Regions from separate parts of the Oryctolagus cuniculus genome. Here region 1 is linked to region 2. Evidence: chromatin contacts called from public Micro-C data. All regions are on one chromosome and are shown on one strand. The core of a region is the stretch at or near the end of the contact, and the rest is flanking DNA. Distances in the headings are between cores, read along the strand shown. Region 1 holds the start of MITD1 (microtubule interacting and trafficking domain containing 1). Region 2 holds the start of EIF5B (eukaryotic translation initiation factor 5B).

Region 1 (6,664 bases), core at 1,213-3,712, 150 kb before region 2:
CCTGGCTCCTGGCTTCGGATTGGCCCAGCTCCGGCCATTGTGGCCATGTAGGGAGTGAACCAGTGGATGGAAGACCTCTCTCTCTGTCTCTCTGCCTTTGTAACACTGACTTTCAAATAAATAAATAAATCTTAAAAAAAAAAAAAAAGCGCAGACAGAATCTGAATATTCTTTGCTGAATTTCTGACTTCTAAGATTCTAGCTTTTTCTCCAAAACCCCTATCAAATCACACCTCTCCCTGTACATCCCCACATGACCTCTGACTGTTAAATCCTCACTGCACTTGTCCACATCCCTTTCCGGTTCTTACTCCCAGTATTAGCACTCGTGTTTTGGGTCATAACCTGTCTCTGTCATGTCACTGTCTCTGTAACCCCCGTGTAATCACTGAAGCACACCAGAGGAGAATTCCTGTGCCTGTCCTACTTCACATTCGAGAGCAGCCAGGACTTGAGCAGTGCTCCACCTGACAACACTGTACACGGTCTCTTTCTAGAATTCAGTGTAACAGTCACTGAGGCCTGGGGCTCCACTCACAGCTCTGTCACCACCACCAAGATGCAGAACTAGGAACACTTCTCCGTCACAGGGCAATTGTAAAGATGAAACCAGATGGTGCTTTTAATGTGTGCTGCACAGAGTCAGACCCTGAGCGCTCAGATGACGTAGCTACATTTGTTGTTGATTTGGTCATCATCACTATCATCACCATCCTCCTCATCACCTTCTTCATCTTCATCATCACCAAAAGGGCCCTGCCCACAGTGGAGTTTACAGTTCTGAGAAAAGCACCAAACCTTGGAGGATGCCTTCTGCTGTGTCAAAATCTCTGTAACACTTAAACTAGAACAAATTAGAAAGCAGAGAGAGAGCCAGATCTAGGCCTTACTGGGGTGAGGGAGCAGGGATCAATTTTTTTTATAATTTTTTCTTTTTTTAAGATTTATTTCTTTGAAAGGCAGAGTGACAGAGAGTTCTTCCATCAGCTGGTTCACTCTCCAAATGGCCACAACAGACAGGGCCGTGCCAGGCCAAAGCCAGGAGCCAGGAGCCCCTTCCTGGTCTCCCATGTGGGTGCAGGGGCCCAAACACTTGGGCCATCTTTCGCTGCCCTCCCATGCACATCAGCAGGGAACTGGATCGAAGTGGAGCTGCAGGGATTCCATATGGGATGCCAGCTTAACCCATCAGGCCACAATGCCAGACCTGATCATAATCAATTATACACACAATTACTAAGCGTCTTCGATGAGCCAGGGGTTGTGATACTTGGGTACTGCTCAACACTGAATAACTAGGTAATATGAAAAAACTGTATCCCCCATCTACAATCTTGCAGATTCCTCACAAGGAATTTCAGTACATCCATTTTATAAAACAACCTTTTCTCTTCTATCTCCATGATTTTTAGTTACTTTTACTGAAAATGTTCTAACTGAAGAGGACAAAGTAATGAACATCTTTATTACGCATTATCCAGATTTAAAATGCTTGGCATTTTTGCCTTAGTTGCTTCAACTTTTTTTTTTTTTTTTTTGACAGGCAGAGTGGACAGTGGGAGAGAGAGAGACAGAGAAAGGTCTTCCTTTGCCATTGGTTCACCCCCCAATGGCTGTTCCAGCAGCGCGCTGTGCTGATCCGAAGCCAGGAGCCAGGTGCTTCTCCTGATCTCCCATGGGGTGCAGGGCCCAAGGACTTGGGCCATCCTCCACTGCACTCCCTGGCCACAGCAGAGAGCTGGACTGGAAGGGGCAACCGGGACAGAATCCGGCGCCCCGACCGGGACTAGAACCCAGTGTGCTGGCGCCACAAGGCGGAGGATTAGCCTAGTGAGCCGCGGCGCCAGCCTGCTTCAACTTTTTAATGTAAAGTTACAGATATCATGACATTTCTTTCCCAAACACGCCTGCATCTCTAAAAATTAAGGGCAGTTTTCGAAAAACATCACAATAACAAGGTTAATTTTGTCACCTAATTCATATTGCAACTGCACAAATTGATCCAAAAGTGTCTTTTTAACGTTCGTTAGGTCTCTTATATCTTTTTAAATCTTTACACCCTCTGTGGATTTCACCAACAGACTACTGAAGGAAATAAACCAGCCCAGCTGTCCAGCAGAATATCCCACTTTCTGTTTCGGGTTCCTGGCGGTGTGGAAGAATGGTGTTTAACTCTTTCATGGCATCCCGACACAAAGCAGCTCCTTTGCCCGGCTCCTCCCCTCCGCCGCTCACTGCTTACCTCTCAGAACCTGCAGGAGCAGGTCAATCCCCTCTTGGTAACACACCAGAGCGGGCTGGTACCGGGACTCCGAATCTAGTTCCACCGCCCGACTTAGCACAGTGACTGCAGCCGAGCTGTCCGGTTCGCGTCCCAGCCCAGACTTCGCCATAATCGCGAGCACTGCTCCCGGGCTCAACTCTGGCTGAAGTTCGGGGAAGCCCAGCTGCACTTCCGGGGTGGTCACGTGACATCCATGCGCCTGCGCTCTTTTCCTTTGGGCCTTGAGTGGCAGGATCTGCGCCGGAACTGAAGTGTCGCAGTTCAGCTGTCGCTGCGACGGAAGGTATGAGTGTCGGACCTGGTCGTCCTTCCTCCCCTCCTCTTCCCCTTGGTGGGGAGGTTCAAAGCGGGTGGTTGTCCAGCGTTGATGAATGGTGGGTGAGTGATGAAAATACTGCGTTTTCCGCCAGCAGTCTGAGTCTGGGAACTCTTTCCAAAGCAGATTGATCCCCCGTATTTCATTCTGCGTTGCGGTTCACGGCCGCCCAGGTAGGTCTGTTTCCTAGTCCCATCCCCGGTCGTTTGTCAGATTTCTCTACCATAAAGTTACTTTTTCCAATTTTCCTTCTGTACTCTGGGAGCAGGTCATTAAGCATGGCGCACACCGAGCGAGAAATAGTTTTGCTACACCTTTTAAAAATGAATTATTTGTTGCCTTTCAAAAATACTGATTGGTAGGGTACTTTGTTGAAATCAAAGTGATCAGAGAAGCTAAATGAGTTGCATCAATATAAAATGCTTAGCTCGGAAGGAAGAGGTACGGTGAAATAATTCAGCGTTAAATTGTTGCAGTTGCTGAGGAATTTCTCAGGTCTCTTTTTCAGGAGACACCCTGCTTTGATTCCCACAACTCCATTGTTTTGTCCACATCGCAGGACAATCCTGCAGGGCCTCACTGAGCTAGAATCTGTGGACACTGAAATACAGCGCTTAGCCTGTTTATTTCTCAGAGTATTATTAGCTTTGTGATCATGTAATAATTTCACTATAATAAGAACTGCCATTTATTGAGGACTTCTCATGTACCAGGTACTGTCTCAGGTAGAGTAATTCATTTACGAGACAAAAATTTTCTTTCTTTTCTTGGGGGAGAAATTGAAAAGCATAAGGCCACCTGCCCAAGGTGTGTGTGTGTATGTGTGTGTGTGTATGTATATGGTTCATAAACCTAATGTGTACATATGTGTATATATATATGTATATATGTACACATATGGTTCATAAACCTAATATTTCTGTTTTCAGTATATTAAGCTATAATTGTTTTGTGCCTTACTAGATAAACATGACCTTTTTAGATTATAGAAGTTTTACCTGCATGTTAGAAAATAGTTTAAAAATTAAGCAAGAATCCTTTTCCTTTTTTAGCAGTAAAGTGTTACAATTTAGTGAAAGTGCTGTAGACCAGGACTTAGGAGAAGGGGCTTCCGTGCTGCACACTCTCCTGATAGCTGGATGCACTTGGATGTGGGTAAACTTTCTGGCATGCATTTACTCCTGTAAATTAGGAGTAGTTGATTTCTAATTGTAGGAGTTGGGATTTTTTTAGTCCCTTCTAGCTCTTTAATTTTCTGTGATTCTGTGCCAAGTATCTTTTTAATCTGCCCTCATTGTTGAAGAAGACTTTTAAAATAATGGTAAATTCCCATTTCCTGGCTTTATGGAGTCACCCTTGGTGCTAATTCACTGGGTGAAAATGAGATGTGGTTACTGTATACTGTAGTTACTACCTGGAGTTTTGCAGAACTCTGAATAAAACATTTATTATAAATTAATTTATACCCTTCCTATATTAAAATAACCAAGATTTTACTGTTAAACTTCAACTGTTTATAATTAATTTGCTGCTTTTTAAAATGAGATTTATTTATTTATTTGAAAGGCAAAGTTAGAAAGAGAGATAGAGAGATCTTCTATCCACTGGTTTACTCCCCACATGGCCACAATGGCCAGAGCTGGGCCCATCTGAAGCCAGGAGCCAGGAGCTTCCTCCAGGTCTCCCACATGGATGCAGGGGTCCAGGTATTTGGGCCATCTTCTAGTGCTTTCCCAGGTGCATCATCAGGGAGCTGGATCGGAAATGGAGCACCATGAACCAGTGCCCATATGGGATGTCGGCACCACAGGTGGTGGCTTTGCCTGCTACGCAACAGCCCTGACCCTTGATTTATTTATTTGAAAGGCAGACAGAAAGGGAGCAAGAGAGAGACTTTTCATCCACTTGTTCATTCCCCAAATGCTCACAACAGCCAGGGCTTGGCCTGGATGAAACCAGGAGTCAGGAACTTTGTCTAACTCTCTGACAAGGGTGGCAGAAACCCAAGTATCAGGACCATCATCCGCTGCCTCTCAGGCGCATTAGCAGGAAGCCAGAACCTCGAGCGGAGCGTCACCAGGACGTCATCCAAGCACTGCCATAGGGGTTGTGGGTGTCCTAAGAAGCAGCTTAAACCTCTTTGCCACAATGCCCACCCTTTGCTTACTTTTTTAATATTAGAGAATGTGACACCTGTCTGTTTCCAAGACTTAACTGACCGACGTATCTGTGTTCTAGTCCTTACAGCCTCCCGAGAGAACAGTCATCATACCATGGCAGGCATTTTGTGCTCGCTAGTTCAGAGGCACCCGGGCAGATTGCAGGTAAGAGTTTCTTCGCAAGAAATAATCTTTTTGTTCCCTAACCCTTAGGAATTTTTTCTTTCTTATACAAGTATATTTGATTTGTTTACACATTCCTTTTATATGTTTTAGTGTTGGGGTTGATTTTGTTTATTACAGCTTCATCTGTTTCATCCCTAAAGATTTGGAATCACAGATGTTTTTTTCCTGAAAAACCTGTCAGTAAACAAAATGTACTGTTGATTCCCACTTGGTCTGTCTTAATCTTCTTAAAGTTTTAGGGTTTTTTCCCCTCTCAATTATGAAAGGAGTACATTTTCAATCATAGAAAATTAGAAAAATATAGGAAAACAGAAAGAAGAGAAACAGTCTTCCAGAAGCCATGAATGTTGGTGTTTTTATCTACTTCCTTCTGGTCTTTGTTTCAGAAAGTGTGATGGTGCAGCCTAATCTACTTGGGCCCGTCTAGGTATGCACCTGCTACTAGATGTAGATGATGATATCAGGGTTTTACATTATCTTACTCTCAGGTTAATCCTATGAGGTCAGTATTAAGTCCTTTCTAAAACTGAGGAAGCTGACTCTGAGAGGATGTCGCATGTCTCAGAGCTGGTAGGCAGCAGAACAGAGTTAGAGCCCAGTGTTCATGTTGTGTGAAAGCCCTGTCCTTCCTTTCCCACGTCCACTCCCTCCTGCCCATTCTCTGCGTGTTTATGCCATCTTCAGCCAAGTCCGACACAGGCTAAAACCAGGAGCCAGGAACTCCATCCTCGTCTCTCACACGGGCGGCAGGGGCCCAAGCACCTGGGCTGTGTTGCACTGCTTTCCCAGGGGCATTAGCAGGAGGCTGGATAGGAAGCAGAGTAGCTGGGACTGGAACTGGCCCTTTCATATGGGATGACAGCATCATAGGCAGCAACTTCACCTGCTGCACCACAGTGCCATTCCCAGTGAATATTTTTCTTCAGCAGCCTGAGAAAAATGGGATTGGACGAATACAAAACTCAAACAAGAGGTAGGAACTAGGAATGATGGCGTTTTTAGGACTAGAAAGAAAACTGAAACTCATTTTGGGTTTCTTCTAAATTGTTTGGTGAAGGTGAATTATTTTATATTCTAGTTTAGACCAAGGGTTGGTAAACTAATTCAGCCTCCACCTATTTTTGTAAATAAAGTTTTATTGAAACATAGCAGTGCCCATTAATTTACCTGTTGTCCATGCCGGCTTTCACCTGGTAATGGCAGAGTTGAGTCTTGACAGTGGAGCCTGTATAGCTCCGGAGCTGGAAGTACGTATCTAGTCCTTTCCAGAAAAAAGTCACCAACCCTTGCCCTGGAAGTTGTATTCATGTGCTTTTGGATTTATTATGTGTTCATGGGGAGATAGGATGTATTCATCTTGGGAGCTGAAATAAACCTTTAAAAATTATATGTTGGCTCAGAACAGATTTTCATAACCTAGAGATTGGTGAGTATGGATTTCTGCACAATACAGAGTTCTAAAAAATAAATATTTTATATTTTAGACTGTGACAAAAGGTGTGGAGTCTCTCATTTGTACAGATTGGATTCGTCACAAATTTACCAAATCAAGAATCCCAGATAAAGTAAGAATAATTTTTTAAATTTTACATATTATATTTAAATGATACCTATTTTTATAATATTGAAAACATATGTTAAATTTTATGTGGATATAGGTAGTAGTTGAGAGTTTTAAAACAGTAGGATTTGTAAAATGATTATTAAAAACAAAGAATG
Region 2 (6,369 bases), core at 3,029-5,528:
AGAAAGTGTTTGTTTAAAGTACTCTTAATTCTTTCATTACTTATCCTCATGTACTGAACCAAGACACTGAAGACCCGAGCCTGTCCAGATTCCTCTGAGGGTGTGCTCACTCTTCACCTTGGCCCATGCTCAATGCCTGTCCAGAGATACTCCCCATGCCCCTGGACTCCTAGCACAGAACCTCCCATACAGCACATGCTTCCCCAAAGTGGATGGGCCTGCCGAGGTGTGGCGGCTGGCAGCACCTGGCTCTCCCCGTGACACCTAAGCCTCTGCTAGGCTCCACTTCTCCTCCTTATCCCTCTGTTCCCTTCCTTAGTGCCACATTTTTGGCTGCCATAAGGGTAGGAGGGTTGACACAGGAATCCATAGACTAGCAAAGGCCTATCGACTGCTGAGTACCAACCACTGCATTCAGATTTCCCCAATCCCTTCATGGATCCCATATGGCATCCCACATGAGCGCAGGTTTGAGTCTCAGCTGCTCCACTTCCAATCTACCTCCCTGCTAATGTATCTGGGAAAGGAGCGGAAGATGGCCCAAGTACGTAGGACCCTGACAGCCATGTATGAGACCCAGATGGAGTTCTGGCTTCAGCCTAGCCTGCTTTCCTGAACACAGAAGCCACATAATTACAAGATTATGCTGCAAATGCCTGAATTAATCCCTTCAACATAAATCGACTCAAAGCCTCTCATCTTCTTTGTCTTATCTCGTTTGCTTTGAAGACATCTAAATTCGGATGGACATAATACTCCTGGAAACTGCCAACTCCCCAGATCTTCGGACACTGTTTCTGGTCTACTGGCTCAACTAAACAAATCCAAACTCCGAAAACGATCTTGGGCAGTTCTTGCTTTTACCTTACTGTGGAGAGCAGCACTGATTTGGCTAATTTAAAAGTGTCTTTAAAACTTTTTTTTTTCCTGGACAAACTTTTAGCAGTGATAGGTACTTTGAATTCAAAAAACCCTAAACATGAGGACCAAAATATGCTACAGCACACATATATATAAGTTGTTAGGCGCATACTGTTATAGCAATGTCAGAAAGCAGGGCAGAGAGGTTACTTGTTTCTGCTGTTGAGCTTTCCTTAGTGCCTCAAGTCTCTTTTCTTTGAGGCGTTCCAATTCATCCTCGTCCATCTGATCCAGTTTCTGAATTTCAGAATCCAAATGTTCTTCCACCAGCTTGGTAGTCTGAAGCAACTGGTTCTCCAGGACTTTGGAAAACATGTCGACAGATGCGTCTGCTTCCATTCTTCCAAATGGCACAGTTCAGCCTTGGGCTGGGAAGAGAGTTTACAAAAACAGAAAAGCCAACAATCAGCAAGCAGCTTTCTCTCTTACTTTCACAACTTCTGCAGTCGGTACTCTGTGTACGTCACGGACTACTGTGTCAGCACCCGAGCATTTGACATTAGGCTTAATAATTTTCAATTAAACGTTCCACCCAAAAGCTTAGACAGTAATTGTAGGTGTTTCTTAGTCTTTGTCTAAACTGAAGCAAAGATAGACAAAGACAAATCTTTACAACCACAACCAGACCACAGAACCATGAGTTGTGAAGTGATAATTAGTGATTATACTGATAATCAGTATTCTTTACCAAATGGAAAGGGAAGCAAAACAGATGTGGCTGTGAACAGTGATAATTTATAACTACTGAAGTTTTACACATACAGCATGTACATTTATCAAACCTTGGTCCAACAGAGAGTTCAGTCCATTAGATTGTTTTATGATCACTGCCCAAGTGAGTTTCATGTCTTTAACTCCTAAGGAACCGTGTCAGAATTTGTGTAAGAGGGCAGCGTCAGGTGTTCTATAAGCGTTAGTGTCCGTTCCTACTCTCCTATACCTAACAGAATCTATGAGACTGTAAAAAGTAATACTGGATTCAATTTATTTAAAGCCAGTGTACTTAGCTTTGATGTAAAATAAACACTTCAAATATGTTTAAAACATGGATGCCACCCCACAACCATCACTCCACTGTGTAAATGTCTTAAAATTCAATTCAGATGAGAAAAGATCTAAAGTGCAGCATATGTTTTAAAAGAAATGGTGTGTTTTCTACCAGCAACAAAGGGCGATTTTATGTCTGAGTTATTACCATAGAAATACGATTTATAATTTGCCTGCCAAAGCAAATTATAAATGGGAGACCTGGAAGAAGTGAGCTACGGCACATTTACAAATATAGGCTGAGCATCTCTAATGCAAAAACCTGAAATGTTCTAAAATCTAACTTGTTGAGCAACAACATTATAGCAGCCACTTAAAGTCCCATACCTGATCTGATGTGATGTCAAAATGCAAGTGCACTAAAAATATTATACAAAATACCTTCAGGTTAGATGTATAAGATGAAAATAAAAGGTAAGTAAATTTCATGTTTTGACTTGGGTCCCATTGCCAAGATAACTCATCATGTATATGCATATATAGTTCAAAATCTGAAAATAACTCATCGTGTACATGCATATACTCCAAAATCTGAAGAAAAAAATCCAAGATCCAATACGCTTCCAGTTCCAAGCATTTCAGATAAGGAACAGTCAGCCTGTGTTACTGAAGATCTTAGAAATCTGAGTAAGAAACTGAATTAGCACAACATCAACGCTGGGAAAGAGACGGAGCTGTACTCCGACTACAGTAAGAGACTCTCCAGGAAGATGTCAGAGGCCTGCGCCGCTCGGGGCGGGGACCAGCCCCAGGCGAGACGGACCCGGGCCTGGGCGGCAGCACCTGCTACCGCCAGGGGCTCGGCGACGCTCACGCCCGGGGTTTTCAAAGAACAAGCTCAGCACTGCGGAATCGTGGGGGCGGCTGGCGGTCGTGACCCCATCCCGGAGGGGGTCAGGAGACGGACGGAGGTCCTGGTAACTTTTCAGCCTCTGATTTCTCCTTTTCTACAGCTCCAGTGGGAGGGAGGGGCGCGGCCCCGCGGGTCCTCTAATCCCCGACCCACTCCCCTCCAGGCAGACGACCAAATGACCAAGGGCCCACGTCCTTAGCAGCAGCCCCGGGAACCAACAATAACCCCGCCACTCCCTGGGCCCCCGGGACCAGACCAGCGCTCAGTTCCGGCAGCCCTGAGGGCAACGCCCCCGGGCGCATGCGCCGAGCCGCCGCCGCCGCCCGGACACCGGCGTCCCGGCCGCGCCCCTCCCCCAGCCGCAACGCTGAGCAGCGGTCTCTCACGTACCACCGGGCCGCGGTGGCTGGTTCTGCCGCACCACCCTCTGCCTCACCCAAGCTCTCGCCGATTCCTGAGAAGCGACGGTAACAGCCGCTTAACAAGAGCGGTCCACTCTGGTTTCAGCCTCTCAGCCGCTGCCGGCGGGCGCGGACATGCGTCACTTCCGCCTTCTCATTGGCTGCGGTCGTCTCGCGATACAATCTACATTGCCCGAGGGAGGGGGAGGCTGGGCGTATGGCAAGCGCCTCTACGCATGCGCCCTCCCCCCATGCCCTGTGGTCGGGACCTGAGGCTCCTCCCTCGGGGTAAACTGCACGGCGGGAAAGGCCGCAAAGTATCCTGGAACTTGTAGTTTCTTCGGGAACAGCTGGGGTTGTCCAACTTTCTTAGGCACCGTGCCTCAGCACTCATATTACATCAGAAACACAGGAGCTAGACCGTGCTCGGGAGCTGACACTCGAACTCGTTTCTGTTGTCTTTTGAACGTTGCCCTTTGTTCTAAAATGGTGGTCTAGCCTGTACAACAAGACAGAATTTCCCGTTAACACCCAAAAACCAAAGCCCGAGTCCAGAGATGGAACATTTCCACCCCTCCAGTAGGTTCTTCCGTGACGGGATTTATAGAACTCGTTCTGTAAATGTCCCTGTGCGCTTCTTGTAGTGACTGTCCATACTCGTCATTCATAATCCACGGACGTTGGCGAGAGGTTCCCATTTTGTCCTGGCACCTCAGAGGGGGCTCATCATGGGTTCATCGTGATTCTTTACCGAACTAACTGCTTCTAAGAATACAGGGGCATAAAGGAAGCTCAGGACCTGCTTCTGAGCCGCCTGCCAGCCCCCCAGCCCTGCCTTCTCGCTCGGGGCCCCTGGGCTGACGTGGAGGAACCGGCAGCCTCATTGTCCCCCTCCGGGTTCTAGAACCTGGAAGGCGCGCGGGCGTCCGTGCAAGGCGCACGCGTGCGGGCAGGGGGCGCTCGGGCTCCTGCCTGGCCGGCCGGGCAGCTGCGGACGCTCTATCTGCCGCGCAGCTCTCGATGAGCCGCGCCTTGCGTCCCCACGCCGAGGCGGCGGGGCGATGCGCTTGCGCACTGAGAGCCCACACCATATGTGCCCTGTCCCAGTGCGCGCGTCTGTGGAGAGCCGGGTGCGAGAGGCGGCAGCGCGGAGCAGAGCGGAGCCCCAAGTCGGCGTGGGGGACGGTGGGTCTGTGAGAGACCGGATAGAGGGGTTGGAGTCGCGAGGACCGCTGACAAGCGATGGGGAAGAAGCAGAAAAACAAGAGCGAAGACAGGTAGCCACAGTGGCTCTGGGTCCGAGGGGCGCGGGGCTGGACCGGGGTGGAGGCTCGTGAGGAGGCTCGCGGGGCTCCGGGCCCGGCCCCACAGGCGGCAGCGCGGATCCCAGACCCCAGAGGCGGGCGGGCGGGCGCGGGGGGCTGCGGCGGCGGGCGGGTCCTCCCGGCTGGGCTCGGTCTCCCCGCCGCCCCTCGGCCTGAGGAGCAGGGCGGTCGTGCGGGGGCCCCGGGCCGGCCGCGCGGGGAGGGCTTGGGGCGGCCGCGCCGGGCCCGGGAGGGTGGGAGCTGGCTTTTCGGGCTGAGTTGGCGAAGAGTTCTTTCTGTGCCTTTGTGAGTAGTCGGGGGCAGAGAAGGGAGCCCGCAGCCCGCGGGGGCTTCCTCTCTGGGGCGCTGGAGTTGGGGAACCACTTAGGAGCGCGCTGCCCTTGCACTTCAGTGTGCTGTGCGCTGACTGCTGGAGGATTTACGGACTGATTGTCCGACTCCACGCCTCTCGCCTGCCTTCTTCCGGCCTGTCTTTTGGTAATTTTGCTCTCTAGCACCTCCCCTAAGACAGGACGGGGAGATGAAGCGAACCAACCAGGGTCGCTCGGTTCTGCCACTGAAAAGGTTTTTTTTTTTTTTTTGGTGGGTGGGGGTGGATAACGTTGCTATCCTATTTTTGGAACATTTCTGTGTGTTACGTTCGATGGAGTTCTCTCTCCTTTTCAACGAGAGTTTACTTCCTGGGAGTGAGCGACATCTGTTACTTTTCACCTTTGTACCAAACTTAGTTTAAATACCAGGGGACAGTAAGGTAGACTCGGAACACAGCAAAACGTGTGCTAATTCATCATTCGGACCCACAGGAAGAGGTCTTGAGGTTAAAATCAAGTTCCTAAGTAAAATGGGAATCCAGGATTGTTTGCTCACCTAGCACTTACGTGGTTGACAAGGAGCGCCCTCTGTTTCAGTTTCAGGTGTATCGGAGGAAGTTAATTGATTTGAACGTTTATTCAAACGAGAGGAACTTATTTCTGAGAGGTTTAGTGGACACACATTTCTGTACTTTGGATACGTTTCTGTTGCATGGGATACTTTTTTTTTAATAATCAGAAAAATTTTAGCTGTATACAAACGCCAGAATAATGAAAGTTCATGAATTAATTGTGTCATTGTTAGCACCGCCCGCGAATTCTGCTTGTTGCACTTGCTGGATATTTCAGAGCAGACCTGGGTAGCCTTTCATTTGTAGCTCTATCAGGTGTATCTGATAGAGAAACTCATGAAAAAGAAAGGCACAGAAATATAAAACACAACCATATGTCACCATCAGACCTAAAGAACATCGATAGTGATTCCTTAAATGTTATCAGACATTCAGTTTTCCAGTTTTCCTGATTGACTTATTAAAATTTGTTTTCCAGATTGGTTTCTTTGGGTCACAGTTGTACAGGTGTATTCTTTAGATTGAAAAATACATGCATATGTTATAGTTCCAGTTTGACGGTCCAGACTATTTTACGACAAGAGGAGGGCAGATATTTATTTTTGTCTGTATTTTTAGAGAAAATTGAATGTCTTATTGATTCATAAAGATTTCCCTGGATGGTGTGAAGTTCAAATTGCAAACACCAGAGCTTGTTAAATGATTGGTTGGATAGTGTAGGAGCAGTGCTACTGGGTTTTTCACCTCCTGAAACCAATCTGTGGTCTTTTTATTTTTTGGCTCATGCTTTAGGGAAAGCAGTTGCAGTGTAATTTAAAAACATGCATTTATCTTCTCACATATCAATATGACATTCATATATATATTTTAAAAAATGCTTCATGGACTTCTTTGCTTGAGTTTGAAATTGTACCTAAGAAATCCCGAAGTTGTGCCCCG

The links. A called contact is a pair of places that touch in the nucleus more often than the background predicts.
Region 1: a contact with region 2 is called in a Micro-C map of ear pinna, with 7 times the contacts expected there. The contact joins the promoter of MITD1 here to the promoter of EIF5B in region 2. A contact is called at or near these places in 3 of 6 Hi-C or Micro-C datasets (ear pinna, psoas muscle and an unstated tissue).

What each region holds. Positions count from the first base shown.
Region 1 is chr2:109,257,456-109,264,119 of mOryCun1.1, reverse strand. MITD1 (microtubule interacting and trafficking domain containing 1) reads right to left here and starts at 2,462. Exons shown (of 6, transcript XM_017339664.3): 1 at 2,243-2,462. The coding sequence starts at 2,393. MRPL30 (mitochondrial ribosomal protein L30) reads left to right here and starts at 2,428. Exons shown (of 6, transcript XM_008253487.4): 1 at 2,428-2,567; 2 at 4,839-4,924; 3 at 6,430-6,510. The coding sequence starts at 4,874.
Region 2 is chr2:109,109,364-109,115,732 of mOryCun1.1, reverse strand. It overlaps EIF5B (eukaryotic translation initiation factor 5B), which reads left to right and starts at 4,278. Exons shown (of 24, transcript XM_051842650.2): 1 at 4,278-4,499. The coding sequence starts at 4,465. TXNDC9 (thioredoxin domain containing 9) reads right to left here and starts at 3,448. Exons shown (of 5, transcript XM_002709951.5): 1 at 3,258-3,448; 2 at 1,072-1,289. The coding sequence starts at 1,260.